2 separate regions of the Triticum aestivum genome follow, and region 1 is linked to region 2. A link is a contact called in public Hi-C data. All regions are on one chromosome and are shown on one strand. The core of a region is the stretch at or near the end of the contact, and the rest is flanking DNA. Distances in the headings are between cores, read along the strand shown.

What was found. A called contact is a pair of places that touch in the nucleus more often than the background predicts.
Region 1: a Hi-C map of leaf shows a contact between it and region 2, with 2.7 times the contacts expected there. The contact joins the promoter of LOC123052931 here to the promoter of LOC123052930 in region 2. A contact is called at or near these places in 2 of 5 Hi-C or Micro-C datasets (both in leaf).

The regions. Positions count from the first base shown.
Region 1 is chr2D:320,123,748-320,129,704 of IWGSC CS RefSeq v2.1, reverse strand. LOC123052931 (suppressor of RPS4-RLD 1) reads right to left here and starts at 3,473. Exons shown (of 23, transcript XM_044476298.1): 1 at 3,258-3,473; 2 at 3,032-3,141; 3 at 1,765-2,348; 4 at 1,657-1,701; 5 at 1,470-1,571; 6 at 1,316-1,396; 7 at 1,076-1,142; 8 at 794-894; 9 at 192-299. The coding sequence starts at 3,373.
Region 2 is chr2D:319,803,832-319,810,173 of IWGSC CS RefSeq v2.1, reverse strand. LOC123052930 reads right to left here and starts at 2,326. Exons shown (of 3, transcript XM_044476297.1): 1 at 2,007-2,326; 2 at 1,872-1,912; 3 at 424-779. The coding sequence starts at 2,079. The coding sequence ends at 660.

The sequences.
Region 1 (5,957 bases), core at 2,224-4,723, 320 kb before region 2:
ACTCCCTCCGTTCCTAGAGATCCCAATATGGACTACATACGGAGCAAAATGAGTGAATCTACACTCTAAAGTATGTCTATATACATCCGTATCTAGTCCATATTGGAATCTCTAAAAAGACTTAAATTTAGAAACGGAGGGAGTAGAAGGCATGGAAATTGCACACAGATCTCTAGGATCATGGAATAAACCTGAGAAAGGTGAGCCCAGCTGTCCAGAAAACTCCCATCGTATTTTATGCCAAGGAGATGCTCGTCTTCAGCACGTTTGTACTCTCCAACTGCTGAAAGAGTAAGACCCTACGGTAATACAAAGATTGTTACTCCAAAAGTAGCAGCAAAGCAAAAGAATCTTCATAGAAGCAAATACCTAATGGCTCATTCATTCAAATATCTGAAATTTTGCATTCTCTTGCATGCCACTTAAGAGTGCAGAAGCAAGCAAGATTGGTTATCGTCTCAGAACTGACTAAAATTCAAATATTGTTGCATTACTATGTGTTCATGAGGAAAACAATTCCTCAAGGACTTATCAAATATTGTTTACTCAAACCCTAAGGCAATTCAAACATGGAATTTAGCTTGGAATGAAATTCAAATTGCGAAGGTACAAAGGAAAGGGTTTGTACAGAAGGAACACCGTTGACTCTAAAATTAAACCCAAAGTAGGATCCAATAGTGAAAGTACATCTTTTTACACCAAAGAAAGTGCCAATTTGATGCAAAGGAAAAGATTTCCGTTTGATTCTTGGAAGGATGGAGTTTGTGGACAAGGGGTAAAAACATTTACTTACCAAGTAAGTGTGTGCAGAACTGTTTTTCTTGTCACGCTTCACACATGTTGAGAGATCTTCGACTGCGGAATTGTAGTCCTTGAATTTGAAGTTCACAATTCCTACCATGAGCCAGTATGTGGTATCAGAATACAAGAGTGTGCTCTAACAACCTACCTATAACACTTTACTACTAAAATGCAAGGCAGCACGAATTGATCATGGAGTCCTCCTGGCCTTTCGTTTTCATCAAAAGATATATGAGAAATGACATTAGGCAAGATGAGATTTGGCTGTAGGTACCCCTTTCATGTAAAATATCAGGAGAATTTGGTTCAAATTCCAATGCTTTAGTCAAGTCGTCAATAGCCTGAAAAGAAAAGGAATAACAATATAAAATAGAATATAGCTTCATGTTTGTTAACGTATTGCTCTTACAATGCGACTACTACCATACAATATCAGAGTTTTCTGAAATATAATCTGTCTTTATCGACTTGACCCATATTAGTTTTGAAGTTTACACAAATATAGCAAGCTTGCCTCGACAAACTCTCCTAAAGCAGCGCGAGCTTGTCCCCGCCGCTTCCACGCCTCCCCAGCTGATGGATTTGATTGTATAGCCTGCCATTAGAGTAAGATCGTAAGGTCATTTCACACGAAAGTAAAGGGGAAGATCTGAATTTAAAAGTTCTACCTTGGTGAAGTCAGAAATAGCAGAGTCCAGTTCTCTTTGAAATGCATATGCTGTACCTCTCCCAATTAGTGCCTCTGGATAAGTTGGAGTTTCCCGCAGTATCTGCAAATGTAAGTGCAGATTGTCAGGTTCCTTTTCTGATTAGAGAGAATAAGCGAGAAAAACTGATAATAGACCAAAACAACACCTGATCAAAAATGGATATTGCTTGGTCGTACCTTCCTTCGTTTACCTGAAAAGATGTAGCTCAGTGATAATGGTCAAGATATGAATAACGCAAGTCCATCTAAAATACCTGTGCAATGCCTCGCGAAAGTCGAAAATCCAAACTTATTGATTTGGATGATTTTGAAACTTTTGTAGCAAACAGTGCTTGATCTAGTGTTATGGTTTCATCGGAACTTCTTCTCTCCTCCACATCTTCAGCCTGGCCATTTGTTTCTTTTTTAACTTTTGCTTTGTTTTTCTTATCTGTCTTTGGCTGTTTCTTGGGAGTTTGATGTGGCACTGTGGTGTCTTTTGCTGAACTGACAGAATCTTTATGGTCTTTATCGTTGTTAGGTAACAGTGCATCACTATTTGATGAAGATTTGGAATTTGCAGAGTTCTCTTCACACACAACAGTTTTTGTATCAGTTGTAGCTGCAGTGAATGACGTGTTGATAAAACGATCTTCTGAGATAACAACTTTGGTATCACATGGTGATGCATCCACAACGTCTTCACACTCAACCGTCTCATAAATTTTAACAGAAGAAACTAATTCTTCCAATTCCAGCAACTGTTTCAGGTCAATTGTGTCACGGACAGCAATCTCATGTCCTTGCTCCCAAGCAACCAAAGCTTCCTCATTTTTCCCCAATGCGCACAGTGCCTTGCCTGATTAAAAATGATAATAATGTAAAAGCTAATGGTGAAATTTGCTTCAAAACAACGGTATCCATATGTAAAAGAAATAGAGATGATATCTACGGAAGCTTCACTGGAAAAGAAAGAACTTTTTCATTCAGGTGTTCTTTTGATCATTGGTGTACCTCCGACTCGGAGGCTTCGACGGTGGCAGGGAAGAGGTACAAAGAGGGAAGGCGCGGGGATGAAAAGGAAAGTAAATTGCAGAAAGAGAAAGTAGCATATGTAACACAAGGCTCACATCACATAAATTTTGTAATTACACCATACTTGAATCAGCTGTGCATTAATGGCATCCACGCCTCTACCGTTGTTTGACAAGTGTCGGAATACACTTAGGTCCTTTTCCTATGAGCAACAGTTTATTTTCTGAGATCGTAACTAGAAGCTTCAACTTACAGCATAACAGAGACATGGGATGGATACACGCTCATAAAGCTACTACACTCTTCGGTTCATGGGGCATCATGAAATTACATAGGAAACAGTGAGTCCTAGGCATTCAGGTTGCACTAACAAAATCTGATGGGCTATCGACACCCAAAATACATCTAACAGTGGCAGTTGATCCCCAAGCATAGATCAGGCAAGGCAAATCCACGACTGTACGGGGAGGAACGAGAGGATGCATAGGGGGCAGCGAGAGTCCCTACCTTTGAGGACATAGGCCTGGAGAAGCGCGGGGTCGAGCTGCAGCGCGCGGTCACAGTCCTTGACGACGTGCTTGTGGAGCTCGAGCTGGAAGTAGCAGAAGGCCCGGTTGCTGCGAGGGGGGAGAAAGACAAATTCGGGATCGCCGAGTCATAACCCGTAACCCTAGACTGCTAGATCAGAGACCCCGTGGGGGCGGATCGGGGAGGTGAGGAAGCAGTAGTGTACCAGAGGTCGTGGATGGAGGAGGGGGAGCGGGCGACGATGGAGTCGAGGAGGCGTATGGCCTTGGACCAGTTGCGGCCGCTGCAGAGGCGCGCGAGCTCCCCGCGGTCGGAGCCCATGGCGGCGGCGATCGGTCGCCGGAGGAGGTCAGGGTGGGGGAACCAGCGGATGAGAGGTGGAGGCGAGGATTTGAGAATTGAGGGGGGCCACCTCACTTGCTCTGAGTTCTGCGCGACTTTAGCGCGTGGGCCCCTCTCTTTTTCGGATTTTCTGTTAGGGTTGTTACCGCTGAATTTTGCTTTGCTTCGGATTTTTTTATTTTAGCATACCAAGCAACACCTTCAGGAAAAAGGGACGATGGACGACCCATCAACTGGTTCGGACTGGTCCTATGGTTTTCCTCGGTACACGGAGAGGCATGGGTGAGGTGGATACCCGGCGCCCTTCAGGAAGGAACGATGGCGCCCACCGGCGTCGCCACACACCCACCACCCCGACCGATCCATCGCGCTCCACCACACTTGCCGCCCACCACCATGCGCTACCACGGTCTTGGAATCACCACCCGCCGCCTCACCATGGAGTCCGAAGCGAGGACGATGGGTCCGAGAGGGAGCCAGCCGGCGAACGGAGGGGCAGCAACGTCAGCAGCCAGCGGGAGGGGACAACCTCCACCGCCGATCCCGGCCGGTCACTGACCGGACGCTAGCAAGACGAGCAAACCAGAACCACATGGGTCCTCGGCCGAGCTTGAAATGGCTCGTGAAGCTTCCCGTCGCCCACTGGAGTGGGCGCGGCCGCCGTCTCCGCACCCCCCGCATGAGCCGCACCTCTGTCCGTCGGAGCCGTCGCGGGTGGAGCCGAGCCAGGCCCGCCCAGAACCTAGATAGGGCGTCCAAAGGGCCCAGATCTGGGCCGGGAGGACGCCCGCTGCGGCAATCGCGCTAGCCGCAGCAAGTAACCGCGCCACCGCTAGCTCCTCACCTCCCTGATTTGCCCCGCCCGAGGGATTGCGCCGTCACCGGAACCGTCGTTGCCAAGAGAGACCGCCGCCGCGCCGTGATGTGGAAGACCCTACCGCAGCCGCCGGAAGCCCGAAGCCGGCCCCATCCGCCGCCCATGTAGCCCCGCGGCCCGTGCCGCCTGGCAGCCAAATCCGGCCACGCGAGGCGCACGCCATCGCCCGCGGCCGTCCACGCAGCGCCACGCCCGCCAGGAGCCGCACACCGCCACGCCGCGGCGCCCCTGCGCAAGCACACGCCTGCACCGACCGGGAGGCCGGCACCGCCCCATCGCGCTGGAGGGAGATCGAGCCCCACCGTCGCCGGCGCCGGTCGGGCTTCGCCCGGCCGCGTCCCCTGGCGGCGGCGAGGGAGGAAGACGGGAGGCTCGCGGCGGGAGGATCTGGATGCCCTCCCCGGCTGCCTCGCGGGTGGCGGCGCGGGAGGGTAGGGTTCGCCTCGCGAGGCTATCGAGCTCACCTCATGCAATTCCAATCGCGAGTGATTACTGGTCCATGTCTACCATATACATTTAAAAAAAATATAAATCAGACGTCAGATTTGTGTCAATTTCAAGCAAACCTTGTGCCTCACGTCTGATCTACAAGCACGAATCACAATGCAGGGTTGTTGCCATGCCATCTGACTGGAAAGTCGCTCAACAAGCATCTTCATTTCTGTCTCCACTGGGGAGAGAGACGAGAGTAGCCACCCAATGCCCGAGACGCTTATCCATTTCTCGCGTCGATTCTAACGCACCGGCCATTTCTCGCCCCGCACGAACGCGGGCTGCTCTTCACTTCCGCCTCCATCTCCGACGCCGCTGAGGGCGGCGATGGGAAGAGGGGCACAACATTTGGTGCACAGCATAAGTGCGAGGAGTGGCGGCGGCCCATGCGGTATGGTGAGGGCTAGCGGCGGACGATGGTTGTGGTGGCGTGCCAGGTGTCGGAGATTGGCCCGTGGGCTGCTATTCCCCTCCGCCTCCATATCCGGCACTGAATCGTCATGTAGTGGTTTGGTGCGACGGGATCTACGCGAGGTGCGAACGGTGGCGTAGATGAGGGCGGCAATGGAAACAGGGGCAGTAGTATACGACGCACGGCATTAGCATGGCGAGTTGTGGTGGCACGTGATGCGGTGGGGGCTAGTGGGTTGTGGCGGTGCGGCGGGTGTCGAAGCTCGCAGCGGTGCGCGGGGTAAGGTACAGCGTCAGCTCGCGACAACCGGTGGTAGCACGCGCATCTGCACCCATTCAATCCATGAGACTAGTCGCCAACCTCTGATGTACCAATTTCAATCCAAATCCTTTTGGGTCGATTGCTTATTGTTGTCACGCATTTAGGTGTTGCTAAAATCCTCCAATGTCCTTTTGATTCGTTTAACACCATGTATTGTCTATCTTGTTGTATGGAATTTCATAATAGATTGCTATGTTAGTATGTTTGTTCTCTAAAGAAGAAATAAATTAGGAATGATTGTCATGTGTGAAGTCAAAGGCAATAAGTTTCAATCAAGAATAGTCTCATCAAAAGCAATACTGAGCCTACCCCCCTTCAAATCCATGACTAAGTAGTAAGTACTCAATTTTTGTTGTTCTCTTTTTTCGCACATTCGTATATATGTTGCACATATTGAACAGAGTAAATTTGGTTCGACTTTATTATTGTTCATATGTGTTCCATGTACGAGAGAACAAGTT
Region 2 (6,342 bases), core at 1,077-3,576:
GCAATAACAAGTAACAACTACGATCTTTCAGCTTTAGGCACTTTGTTTACAGATGTGAAGTTTAAGATGTATGTAGGTCTGAATGTTGTAAGTGTGAATCATTGTAGCCGTGGTTGCAATAAAGCAGCACATATTTTTTATTTTTTTGCGGGGGAGCACATATGTGTTAGCTGCAAGTGGAGTCTATATGGAGAGTGGCTGCTATGAGACTCGGCTTAGCCACTTTCCGCAACCTGACTAGACGCTGTTGCTGGTGATATGGCCAGCGAGTAATCATAATAGAAATCTGTGTTTGCTTTCGAAAAAAAAAAGACTGCTCATGTTTGATGCTGCTTGGCTGTAAACCGTGCTCTGACCAAGCTAGCATCGGTGCCATTGGAAGCGAGAAACATTATCAAAAAGATAAATTTTGTGACAGCATACTGACTAAGCACGAGGAGCAAATCCACACAGGACTAAGATATTGTAGCACAACAGGCTGATAGAGGACGATTACATAGTAGATGGGCACACAACCAAAGCAGCTGGGACAGCAGCACACCAGAGTTCAGACCCAAGCTTAGGTCAACAATCAGTCATTGCGGAACATGATAATACTAGGTGGATTATGACAGCTTCTCTCTCTCTTTTATCTCTCTCTCCATCTGATTGGGCAGATATCACTGCTTGAGGTGGGGGAAGCACTGGACGAGGTCGCTCTTCGGATGCTTCGCCTCAGCATGCTCCTTGCACTTTGCTTCAGAGGTGGTGCAGATGAAAGTCTGCATGCATATCTTGCACTGCATTGGGAAGGAAGCATTGATCAGATGATCAGGCAATTTAGCAAATAATGTTTCTAAGATCTCTAAACTTATAACGTATTCACTAGACCGGTATGATGTGCAAGACAAAGCCACAGAACCATTTCAGCTATCCAATATGGTGCACATCCATTGGCAGACAAGAAATTTGATGAACTCGTAGGCAACATGACTGCCAAGATTGTTTTGTCAAGACTAATTATACACTGCAATGGACAGTTTTACATTATATCAAGAGCCACATCACTTTGTTACTAATTCAAGGTCTGAGCAGTTGGGCTCCAAGAGACTAGAATTTTTCACCTGTGTCGACAGTAAGGAAATGTAGCTATTTGGCATCTCAAGCTCAGTCCATCAAGTTGGTAAGCAAACAACGGGCGCATCCACTGGGATTATACACTAACTTAACAAGAGTCTTCCAGCTACCCCTCCCCGTGGATCCTAATGATTAACTGGTACCATCCAGAACTAGTTTCAGACACAAGCATAGCCTTGCTTGGTAGCAGTCCAAAGCTGGTTCGGACATGCCACACTCTTAAAGCTGTCAGATTATATCTCTTTGAACTACCAAGTGTCTCTTACTCATCAAACAGCGCACACACTGTGAAGGTTGCAACTTTGCTTGGCAGAACTCAGGCAGACAAACAACTAGTAGTAACTTGTAATTCGCACGATATGCGATGAGAATACCCCCAGATCTATGCCCGAAGGAGCAATTTTGGTACAATTAACTTGTAATCTAGCATACTAGTATGTTGATACGCTAGCTATAGTCCTGGCAGTCAAAAGTACATGATTCCCTTCGTTTCTCTTGGCGCAATTGAGAAATAAGCTCCAAATCCTACCGATAATCGCCGCACAAAAAAGAAAAAACCATCCACCCAGAGTCCTATCGAGAAATAGGCTACCAATCTTCGTTGCAACTGACGGGGCACGCATCCCGTCCCAGTCAAAGGCGTAATTTCAACAAATTCAACAGATAACAGTCTCGTCAGCGGAAAAAAAATCCCCAATCGCTAGAGAGGGTTAGATCGATTCGATCGATTGGATAGGCGGGATTAATCGGCGCACCTGGATGTTCATGGCCTTCTTGTTGGCCTCGAGCTGGCTCCCTGCGAAGGATCAGAAGAAAAAACACCGACAGGATCAGATCAGGAAGACCAACAAGATCTGACGACCAAGAGAAGGGGGAATTAGCTCCGTTACCCTTGCCGCCCTTCAGCTTCTCGAGGTTCCTCTCCCTCGCCATCTTGGACTTCTGCGCGTTGCCGCCGCCCATGGCTGTTGATTCCTCGACGAGACGATGCTTTTTCTGCTTCGGCGGAAATTTGGTGGGGAAGGCGAGAAGCAGGAGGCGGCTGCGTTTAATAGACGTGGAGGTGGGAGGTGGAGGCGGAGGCTGACGTTGGCGTCAATCAATCGCGGGCAACTTGCGCGTGCCAGTGTCCGTGTGGACCCCCGCTGAAGGAGGGCGTATCTGGACCGTCCGTTAGCTGCTCGTTCCGAGGTCTAGAACCATCTGTGAAAGTGGTGCTATGAACCGGGTCTAGAAATAGCTGTAAGAAAACTGGGCCTATAAATAAAATTCAAAATGCTTTAACGGAATCGATAAAAATCTGACGTCGATTTTTAATCTGGAAACAAACGTCTCCTGGACGGTTGATTTCTGACAAGAACCTCGCAGCTACACCGGGACCAATATCATGGTGCCACGTCACGTGGCAGAGATGAGCGGGTTGTGCCGTCCTCGGAGCGTTGGGGGCATGGGGGGGGGGGGGGGGGGACCACATAGCCGCCCCATGGATTGCACAGGTCAACCATCACTTCAGCAAGCCAACATCGATTCCGTCACGAATTCCGACCTGTGTCGGCATCGCTGCGTCATCACTTCATATCATGCCGACGTCCACCATCCCAGCCTGCTCCGTCACGTCGGCTGACGTGAGGGCTCTAGCGTCACCTCATCGATTTGCCCCCGCCACCTCGGCTGGCTCAAGGAGTTAAGGGCTTCGGCGTCATCACTTCATCGACCTACTCTGGGGGCTCCAACGTCGCCCCGCTGACCTGCTTCGTCATGTCAGCTGGACCAAAGGTTTCGACTCGCAGCATCAACTGTGTTGTGTCGTCACTTCATCAACCTACTCTAGGGGCTCCAACGTCACCCCGCCGACCCGCTTCGTCATGTCAGCTAGACCGGAGGCTTCAATTCGCAACGTCAATCGTGTTGTGTCGTCACTTCATCGACCTACTTTGGGGGCTCCAACTTCACCCCGGCGACCTGCTTCATCATGTCAGCTGGACCGTAGGCTTCGACTCGCAGCGTCAACCGTGCTATGCCGCCACTTCGTCGAGTCGACCTCCTCACTCCGCCACATCGAGACCAACTTGGGGGCTGGGATCTCGAGCTGTCTCAAGGCCGGACAACGTCATTAACAACGAGAGCATAAAGCATCTAAGTAACTTTCATGCTTAATTTTTTTTAAGAATTTGTTTAGCTCGGTTAGGCATTATAAATGTGTTGAATAAAGATGTTTTTTCTTTGTTTGATTTGATCGTTCTAAAATTTTTACGTCTAGCTTCACCGACCTTGGGGGATGTTAAGGCCTTTACTTTAATCTGTGTCATAACGGCCTAAGTGTTTGCTTCCTCGGTCATTCTGAAGTCTTTTACTATTGCTCCTTTTTCTGTCGAGTACTTGGCCAATAGACGACGTGCCTTGTGAAAGGATCAATATGGTTGACTAGAAGGGGTGGGGGTTGAATAGGCGACTAACAATTTTAATCTCTTTTGCAAATTTTAGGCTCAACAAAATGATAGGTCGTCTAGATATTCAACTAAGTGGACAATCTATATGATAAGCGGAACGAGCAACACAAGCTAACATGAGTTAAAGACAAGGCAGAAGCTAGCAACAAGTAAAGGAATGAGATAACTACAAGTGGAGACGAAGAAGACGATGTGTTTCCAAAGTTTCCGCCTTTGGGGGAGGTACGTTCATTGGAGGGGTGTGGAGGCACAATGCTCCCAAGCGTCCCACAGAGTCACCCTATTCTCTTTATGCCCTCGCACAATGCAAGGCGCCGCAAATCTACTAGCAGCGCCCTTGAAGGTGGCAACCGGAACCTTTACAAACAAGGTTGGGGCTTTCTCCACAACTGTGGGAGTCAAATCTAGCACACCTTCGGTAGGGAGTCCCGAGCTGGTAGCCTTCGTATGATGCTAACATAGACACATAATTGACCCATGTTCGGGCTCTCTCGAAGAGACAATACCCTACATCATGCTTTGATTGTATTGGTTTGGAGGGAGTACAAGTTACACGCTGATCTACCATGAGATTGTTTGTGTATGAGAATTGTCGTCTACGACCCCCACCCCTTGGCTTATATAGACACCAGGAGTACCTAGGGTTTACACATAGGTCGGTTACATCTAGGGGTAATCACAACGAAGACAACATCTAAGTCTTGGAGTATGCGCCAAGTCTTCGGAACATTCCATCTTGGCTTTGCTTGGCCCGATGATCGGGGCCCGCTAGTTGATAATCTTGGGGGTCCTCGGCCTGACCCACCTGGTCGGGAACCAGCATGGAAAGCACCCCCTAGTCCAGGACACCATAAGTAGTCCCTAAACTGGTCTTCTAGTGGAGGACGCTCAACGGTCCTTCTGAGTTCTTCTCCATTTTCGGTTATCGATCTTGCAAGTTGGTTCTATAAGTTGTCCATGCCTTTTTCCGAAGTGATAAATTTTCACCGAGGAGGTATATTTGTGGGCATCCGAGGAGTCCTTCACAATTTCCAAAAACCCTTTTACATGAACTTTACCGTTTCCGAGGAGTTCCTCAGGCTCCAAGGACTTCCCTTGCGCATAACTGCCTTGATAGTGAAGCCTTACCGTGCCCAGATAAGGATGACGATTCAGTCCTGCCATGGTAGCTTTGACCGACATGAACCATCATCACGCTTTGCAGAGTCGTGCAGTCATTTCAGATGTCATCATAAACATGCTAGCGTGGCTCGAGGCCACTGCCATTTGGTGTGTCCCATCAATAAAGAGATCATGCCCCGGATATGTAGCGACATCATTAACAAACCCCTTGATTCCCACACGCGCTTAACGCACATCGTATGGGGAACTCGTGAAATTACTACCACGCGACTAATCTGCATTCTTACTTGCTCAGAAAAGGCCAAAGGTGCGAGAAACTTAGCTTTACACTTCCAATCTTGCTCTCGCCTTCGTCATCCTCGAGCTCCAGTGCCCAACTAGAGCCTCGAAAAAGCTTCTCGTTTCCTCTTACCTTTGCTCCTTTCAGTAGATGGTCGCTGAAGGTGGTCACACCATGGCGGCGAAGCCTTCGAAGGGCGGCCCAAAGGCCACCATGAGGAGCCAGAAAGTAGTCAGAGAAAGACAGAAGCCGCAAGCACAAGGGGCTATGGTGATCCTCCCTCATCACCAAGGAGGACATTGTCGCGCTCTAGGACACGCTGGGTACATCCCGGTGCCTGAGGTCGCCCGGGCCCGCTCTCCGCTCGTCAAAGGACCGGCAGGTCTCTCCTACGTCAGTCCCCGAGCCTCGCATCGGCAAGCGCATCATTTTTACATCCCATCTCCTCTGAGGTTTTGGATTTTCCTATCCATCCCTTCCTTCGAGGTATTCTTTACTTTTATGTTCTTCAGTTCCACAACCTCACCCCCAACTTCATTCTCCACATCATCTGCTATGTCACTTTTTGTGAGGTGTTCCTCTGCTTTGAGTCCCACTTTGGACTCTGGCTCAAGTTTTTCCATGTCAAGATGCAGACGAATGGCAACAAGCCGACGTAGTGTGGGACAACCATGATAACTAAGATTCTAGGCACCAAGTGGTTGCCAGGAAAATTTATCAAAACCGTGAAGCATTGGCAGGAGGAGTGGTTCTACATGGTCAACGTGCCATTGGGCAGCAGAGAAGGGGTCACAACCACATTTTTCGGCCACCCCACTAGAAAGGCTCCACTGTTGGAACCCCAAGAACACCAGCTGGGGGGAGGAGGTGAAGGTGACGAAGCTTCTGGAGAGGGTGGACTTCTTCATCGCGAAGGGCGTCACCTCATTTCACATGATGCACGTGGCGCTCCACCGTGAAGTTCAGCCCCTCCAAGCCCGCGCTCACCCCCTGTGAAGTTGCGTTGAGGAGAATGACGAGACCTCGGTCATTCAAAAATTTTACGGAAGGAGAACCATCTTGGGACTACAAACCCTCCTCTTTACCAGTAAGGATCAATCCTTCAGGGTCCAGGGGCCCGACGTTGGTTGCTAAGCGAAGTGTCGTCCCAACAAGGTTCGCCGCCCTGTTCTTCTCCTTATCAAGCAGTGTCATTAATTTTGTGGTGCCAGTATTGAAAGGATCGATATGCTTGACTAGAGGGGGGTGAATAGGCAACTACCAATTTTTAGCTTTTGTTATCAAATAAGGTTTAGCAACAAAAAGGTTGTCTAGATATGCAACTAGGTGAACAACCTATATGATGCTAACAATAACAACACAAGCAAGCAAGCA